Regions from separate parts of the Mus musculus genome. Here region 1 is linked to region 2. The links are chromatin contacts, called in public promoter capture Hi-C maps. All regions are on one chromosome and are shown on one strand. Each heading gives the region's core, a stretch centred on a gene start, on an enhancer-like site or on the middle of the called end of the contact. The rest is flanking DNA. Distances are from core to core; before and after follow the strand shown. Region 1 holds the start of Adgrg5 (adhesion G protein-coupled receptor G5). Region 2 has its middle 10 kb from the start of Ccl22.

Region 1 (3,640 bases), core at 266-2,765, 190 kb after region 2:
GACTGGGGAAGCTTTGGAGAGTAGATGACTCCCTCTTGGTATTAGTCCCCTGTTCTAATGTCTAGTCATGCTTATAGTCCTTCACAGATCCCCTACACACAAACACAAGTGGGGAGACCTTTGTCAAGGGATGGGAATATCTTCTCCTCCAAGGGACCGAGGAAGCTACTGATCTGGCTTCTGAGCATAAGACTGTCCAAAGTGAAGTGTGTTCTTCGGTGTTGTATGCAGGGGTGACCGGCATCCTAAGCTGAGGCAGGAACAGTGAGGTAGGAAACACAGAGGTTGTGGGGACTTGGGGATCAGAGCTCTCTACCTAGGCCTTCTGTGCAGCTGCTCACCACGGAGCATAAAGGAGTTGGTGGTTCAGTCCCCAAGGCATCCCGGACAACCGCCTCCCCCACCCTCCCTAGGAAAGGCCAGGAGGTGAACGTCTGGTTATAGTAAACTAAAGCATGGGTGTGTGGGAGCTAAGGCGGTGGTTCAGCCAGCAGATGCTTTCGAGGCGTGCACAAGGCCCTGGGGTTGAGGCCAAACACCACTAAAGACAATAGCCAGGAAAAAAAAAAAACAACGTGCAAAAAGGGCAAATGCTTATCTAAGTCACCCAGTGGGAGTCTGGCCAAGGAGTTGAGACACAATTGTACAGGGGCCCTGCAAAACCTTTGATGGCATCTGGGGTGGGGCCCCCTTTCCCTCTGAGCCCCTTACACCCACTGTGAGCTATGAGGAACTGACTGTGAAGAAGCTGGCTTGAGCGGTGGAGGGCAGGAAGACTGTGCTGGGACCCGTGCTTTCTTCCTTTCCCTGCGTCTCTGTGCCCCTCAGCCCCACTACCGCAGGAGCAGAAGAGGTTCTTGAGTTATGATTTTCTGCAGGGAATTTGGATAGGCTCCCCATCTCTGAATCACTTCCGTGGTCTCTTTAGGACTCTGTAGAGAGCATAGCTGGTATTATAGGCTACGCTCGTGGGACTTCTGACTGAAGGCGAGGCTAGTCTGCTTTCTCTCCCTGCTATTCTGGCCATACTTCCTGAGATCTGCCCTGGACCACCTGGAACTGCGTCCTTGTCCTCTCTAGGCTATCAGTTCAGCATCTATGACACTTGCAGGTCTGATTGCTGTTATACATGAGGAAATATATATATATTAAAAATATAAATTTTCCCTTTCTATAAATGGGGAAACTGAGACTTAGGAAGGAGCTATAGCTTGCCCAAGGGTGCAGAGCTGGACCGTCCTGAACCCTCCACAACACCATGCTGTCTGTCTCTCCTGGCACTTCTGGGGAGGCTGAGCCCAGTCTCCCCCCCTCCACCCGCCCCCCCCCCCCCCCAGAGTGTGACCAAGGGGACCTTGATCTAGCCGACAGCTCAGAGGAAACAGAGAGTGCTACCACAAAAGAAGTGAGGCAGGAGCATAGGGTGAAGGGAGGCCAGAAAAGCCCGGGAGTAAGTAGGCCGAGGTGAACAGAAAAGCCACAGCTTTCAACTCCTCTCAACTTCCTTTTCTCCCTGCAGAAGCTAGAGGACCATCTCGAGACAGCAGTGAGGACGTGACTGCCGCTGACTGCTTTACAGGTTAGTCCCCTGGACCCCTCCACCCTCCCACCCATTGGTCCCCATCCACAGACCCCAGGTGCACAGATCTCATGCCATCCCAGGAGTGACAAGCTAGGGACCCACCTCCTTCCAACTCCAGAGAAGCCTCTACTTTCAGAAGTGAAGTTAAGCCATGATTATATCTGGGGGGTGGGGGGGGGTAGCTTTCCCGAATCCCGATTTCTCATATAGAAAACGAGGTGAGTCGTGTAGCACAAGGCTTGAGTGACAGCGGGTAGACTGTAAGATGCTCTGCGCCCGGCAAATAGGAACTGAGGAAGTTCCTGTGCAGCCTGGGAGACACAGGGTCTCAGAGAAAGGACCTCCAGACAAGCGGGGCCAGACTCCTTGGTGGTTTACAGTGGCCCCCGTTGCCCACTTCTAAAAGAGCTGACAGCAGCATCTTTCTGGGCTGTGACTTGATGCTGATCGACTTGGCCCATTCCTCATCCCAGCCAGGGGCACCTAGAGAAAGCCAGAGGCAGAGCCCAGCCAGTGGTGAGCAGGGATGGCTGTTTGAGGAGCCATGTATAAGCAGGAGGATTGTCCTGGGCAGGACCTGGCGTGGCTGAGGTACGAGATCTGTGCTGGGTGGAAAGCAGAGGCTCCTACGCCCCATGCACTGAAGATGTATTCCTGCCCAAGGCCTACAGTTAGAGGACTAGACCTAGGGCAGGGGCTGATTCCCACAGGAAAGAGTCCTAGAAATGGTTGAGTTCCTCTCCCTGGGAAATGGGTCTCTCTGGCCTAGTTTTGCACACGAGGAAATTGGAAGGTCACTGAGGCCAGTTTCTTAAGCCAGTGCTTTGCAGTCTGGGCACTGAATAGTGGAGCTGGTTATTAAACCCATAGCTTTCTAAGGTCCTTTTCTTGTTCACGTATATCTTAATCTCCCAATTTTAACTGACCTAAAATACTTGCTCACTTGCCTACCACCACTTGGCTTTTCAGGCACCTTTGGGGAGTTGCTGCTGGTGCTGGCTTGGAATTTGAAAGCCCAGGTTTGGGTCCCAGCTTGGCTACGGGGCTGCTGTTGAGCCCCAAGGAAACGCTTGGCTTTTGTGGTATTATGTCGTCTTGCCGTCTTCCAGAATCACCTGGAAAGTCAGGAAAGGGGGTTTCAAGTGATGAACTGCACAGATAGAAACCTGACGGCTGAGGGTTGACAGGTTGATGATGCCTGGGTCCTGATCGGCAGAGACAGGGTGGGTACCGGGAGGTTACAAGCAAAAGCAAAGGTTTGCCCGTGAGAATGAAGTGGCAGCCACAGCTTCTGTCTGGGGTGTTGGGGTGGGGATGGGGTGAGCTTCAGCTCTGGTCTTTTGATTTTCAGTTATATATGGGGTCAGGCTGCCTCTCTGTGTGCCTCTGCTTGGGAGCAGCAGGGCTAAGGTCTGGAAACCAGGCTTTAGGGCCCTGATCCTGGAGATCAAATTCTTCTACCCATTGGGGTTTCAGTTTCTCCACTAAGAGTTCCATCAGCTGAGGTTTTCTGTGTCACCTGGTCCTCTACTGTCATAACCCAGGCTGTCTCAATAGAAACAGTTCATGTTGTCCCTTTGAAGGCTTCCTTGGTCCCCCCAAACTTTGCCCCACATCCATTCTCTGAGACCCCAGGAAGTTAAGTGGATGATGCTCTAGTACCCTAATTCTATCCCTACCTTAAGACTGGCTTATAGGTTAACACACAGGATTAAGGAAAGTGATGGGCTAGGGATACAGTTCAGTGTGTAGAGTGCTTTGCTTAGCAAGCACAGTACCCTAGGTTTGATCCCCAGGGTGACATAAAATGAGGCGTAGAGGTGTGCACCTGTAGTCTCAGAGCATGGGGAGTGAAGGCATAAAGATACTAAGTCTGGGACCCGCCTCAGTTACATGGTGAGCTTGAGGCTAGCTCAGGTTAGGCCTCGGGACCCTGCCTCAAAACCCAACCCAAACCAAACCAAAAGACTAAATATGATGCTTCTACATCACACATAAAAGATCATGTGATGTTAAAAAATAATGTCAAGCTAGAAACTATTTGTGCCCATGCACTAG
Region 2 (3,674 bases), core at 1,056-3,555:
TCTTTCCCCAAGTTTTATTTATGTGTTCTGTGAACAGGACGGTGATTGCTTGGAGAGGTTCTGGAAAGAACCTTGGGCCAAGGAATGAATATCTGGGGCTTTCTCCTTTCTTCTCATACCACGATGGTTCTCCCTTTCTTTGCTTCCCTTTTCTGCTTCCCTTCCAGAAGGATATCATCTCCTGACCTAGTTTTAGGCACCTCATGTCTGGGTACTGAGCCAGGTCTTTCCCGGGCCCAGCACCGTTGCCCCTCTTTCTGGCATGGGTCTTCCCAAAGATTATCATATGCTTCCAGCACCCGTGGCTATTGTGAATTGTGTGTGACAGAGAGCATAAAAATCCTTGATCCTCAAAACAACCTGGTGGCAGCGAGGCTCACTAACCCACAAGCCACACCCACTGCCAGCTGGTGGTAGAGACAAGACAGCTGTATCTAGGACAAGGGGCATTAGTACACTGGTCACACCCTGCAGGCTCTAACACATCTGCTATTTTTATGACACACTGAAAAGCCAAATCAACACTCCACACAACGCATCAAATGGTAAAAGAGGCAGGTGGAGCATGGAAGACTGCTGGCCTTCTAGGGCCCTCAGACATAAAAAGCAGTCAGGTGGGTCTTGCTTTAGGGGCCCAGGCTGGAGCATGGGTTCCACCCAGGACAAAGTCTGGAGTGAAATGCTTGTCATCATTCCCTGGCTACATCACTAGTCACTGTGGAGACTGTGTGGCTCTTACCAAACCACTTGTCTCTTTGGGTCCTTCCCCAGATGCTCCTGCACGCATTGAAGGTCACGTGACTGAACATGATCAAAGCAGATGCTCTCAGCTTCCAGGCCTGGATCAGAAAAGTCACCTACAAGCTCTGAAAGACAACACAACACACACACACACACACACACACACACACACACACACACACACACAGCACAGGAGAGCCACTTTAAACTCGGCCCCTGGAGGAGACCTGCACTGGACTGGGAACACCTACTTCTGGTTTCCTGTGAGGAGACCCGGGAGATAGATGCACAGGTTGGGGGACATGTGATGGGGATTGGGCATCACAGAGGATGAAGGGTGGCTGTGACCTTAACCAGCACTTGGCATGATTCATTTTCTCCCTAAGCACTGCTTAGCTACACCAGGGCGAAACTGGTAGAGATGGGGGCTTCCCTGGGGCCCTGGATTCTCCAGGAGGAAGCAGGAAAACAGGAGTAGGCGTTATGACTGCACATTGAAGGTATAGGCAAACGTTGCTTACAGTGGAAGCTGAAATAAGGACAGGGTAAGGGAGCCAGGGACAAGGGACCAATTCAGTCCCTTGGGGCTGGATGGCAGGAATTGGATGCTTGGGACATTGAGCTGGAAGGTCGAGATGGGGGTGACAGTGAGGTGTTTGAAGGTGAGAACATGTCCTAGCAGTTACCAGGGCTGGCATGGTCAAGGGCATGGCCGTGGGCAGGAGAGGCTGAGGAGGTGAGGCCCAAGTTCTCTGGAAGAGACGGGGCTGTGAAACCAAGAGAGATGAGCATGAAACATGCTATGAAAGAGAACCCTGGTGAGGAGAGTGACCATGAGCTGGCAGCTGTCATTGTCAGCAACAAAGGAAGTAGGTGGTAAGGGGAGAATGTGTGAGTGCCCTGAAAAGAGGCAAGGCTTTTAGGGAAGGGAGATGGCGGCTCAGAAGAACTGCACAGAGCAAGGAGGGTGCCTTTCCCAACCCTGGCTCTGTATGGGGCAGTTGTGTGGGGACAACGCCTCCCAGAAGCCTACAGGGGGAGCAGAGACCTTAAAGAGAGCCAAAGGGAGCCGGGCATGGTGGCGCACGCCTTTAATCCCAGCACTCGGGAGGCAGAGGCAGGCAGATTTCTGAGTTCGAGGCCAACCTGGGCTACAAAGTGAGTTCCAGGACAGACAGGGCTGCACAAAGAAACCCTGTCTCAAAAAACCAAAAAAAAAAAAAAGAGAGAGAGAGAGAGAGCCAAAGGATGAGAAGCCAGACTGAGTGGGCTGTGTCTATAACTCTGGCATTCGGGGAGTCTGAATCAGGAACATGGCAGGCTTGAGGCCAATAAAAACTACATGAAACCAGAAAGGGACAAAAGAGCAAGAAGAGACAGAGGGAGCAGGGACACACACACACACACACACACACACACACACACACACACACACACACACACACGGCAGCACTATGGAAGAGCTGTTAGTCCTGAAAATCTGGAAACAACCTAGACCCTTGGTGCTGAGGGGATCCATAGACAGCAGAGGAGGCCACAGCAGGACTCAACACAGAGAAAGTGAAAGTGGAGAGCCCCGAGGATCAACAGGACTGGAGGAGAGCAGGCAAGCACCCACTTGAAAACGGCTGGCTGCAAAGTATGGAACACAGCAGCACAGAACCATGCTGTATTCTATTTAGAAATCTACAAAATCATAAGCATATACTCAGGGAAGGATCCCAAGTGATGTCAGGGTCCTGGTTTTGTGGTTATGCACAGAAAAAAAAAGAGGGGTGAAAGGTGAGGAAGAACAGCTTGGGTGGTATCAAAAAAAAATTTTTTTTAACTTCTTAATGACCAGAAAAGAAAAAGAAAAAAAAGATTCACAAAGGGATGAAACAAAATACAGTAAAATGTTGTCTACTGCATAACCTGGGCTGCAGGTCCTCTAAGGTTGAAAGGTTTGTAAATTTAAGATAAGGCCTGGCTGGAGGTCAACACTTGGGGCCCCAGCACTTGAGAGGCTAAAGCAGAAGAATTGTTAAATGCAAGGCTACACTCCTTCTCAGAATAGAAGAAGAGAGGAAAGGAAAGGAAGGCAGGAAGGGAAGTGGGATGGGGCAGGGAGAATATGAGGAAAGAAATAGAAAAGGAAAAAAAAAAGCCAGGTGAGGGAATTATAATACAGCACAATAATCAAGACATTGCAGTCAGACTGAGACTCTAAAAACAAGCCCATACGTTTAAGGGCAACTGATCTTGACAAATGTGCCAACACAATTCAGTGGAGAAAAATAGTCTTTTCCGTAAGTCGTTCTGGGGCTGCAGAGATGGCTCAGCAGTTAAGACAACTAGCTGTTCTCATAGAGGACTTGGGTTCAACTCCCAGCACCCACCTGGCTCACAACTTCCAGTAACTCCAGTTGCAGCTGATCTGTCTCCCTCTTCCCGCCTCCATGAGAGCCTGGTCCCCATGTAGTATATATATCCACACACGCAGGCAAAACAGTCATACATATAAGATAAAAAGAAATCTTTAGGGCTGGAGAGATGGTTTGGTGCTTAAAAGCACTTGCTACTCTTGCAGAGGACCTGGGTTCAGTTCCCAGCATCCACCTGTGGTTCACAACCATCTCTAACTCTGGTTCCAGGGGATCCAATGCTTTCTTCTGACCTCTAAGGGCTTTTGTACCCATGTGATACATACACATAATACACTCAGGCACACACATATACAATTCAAATAAAATAAATAAATATTTTTTTAAACAGTAGCTCTGATAGCTGGGTGTGCAGACTGGTACACATATGAGCTCAGATGGATTGAAGAGCTGAGCAGAGGAGCTAACACTATAAAACTCCTAGCAGAACGTGGGAGATGATTCTATGTTGTATATAGGAACCCTGCATAGCCACGGATGCCGCAATGGTTTGGTGTGCCAAGAAAACAC

Evidence for each region. Promoter capture Hi-C pulls out the DNA fragments that hold promoters and counts their contacts.
Region 1: a promoter capture Hi-C map of the HPC-7 cell line shows a contact between it and region 2, with 2.2 times the contacts expected there. The contact joins the promoter of Adgrg5 here to the enhancer-like site in region 2. A contact is called at or near these places in 6 of 39 promoter capture datasets (the C10 cell line, the HPC-7 cell line, liver and 1 more), 2 of 484 Hi-C or Micro-C datasets (the G1E-ER4 cell line and nephron progenitors), 1 of 115 datasets of contacts at active chromatin or transcription factors (embryonic stem cells) and 1 of 9 other capture datasets (pancreatic islet).

Annotation. Positions count from the first base shown.
Region 1 is chr8:94,922,179-94,925,818 of GRCm38.p6, forward strand. It overlaps Adgrg5 (adhesion G protein-coupled receptor G5), which reads left to right and starts at 1,516. Exons shown (of 12, transcript NM_001145972.1): 1 at 1,516-1,579.
Region 2 is chr8:94,733,561-94,737,234 of GRCm38.p6, forward strand. No RefSeq gene overlaps it. Among named protein-coding and RNA genes, the nearest start is that of Ccl22, 10 kb to the right of the region's middle. Within about 2 kb of position 2,306, at least 77 of the 459 cell types and tissues checked have an H3K27ac peak or open chromatin away from gene starts, as enhancers often do. A contact at or near this core is called in the G1E-ER4 cell line, the HPC-7 cell line and pancreatic islet, where this site is marked.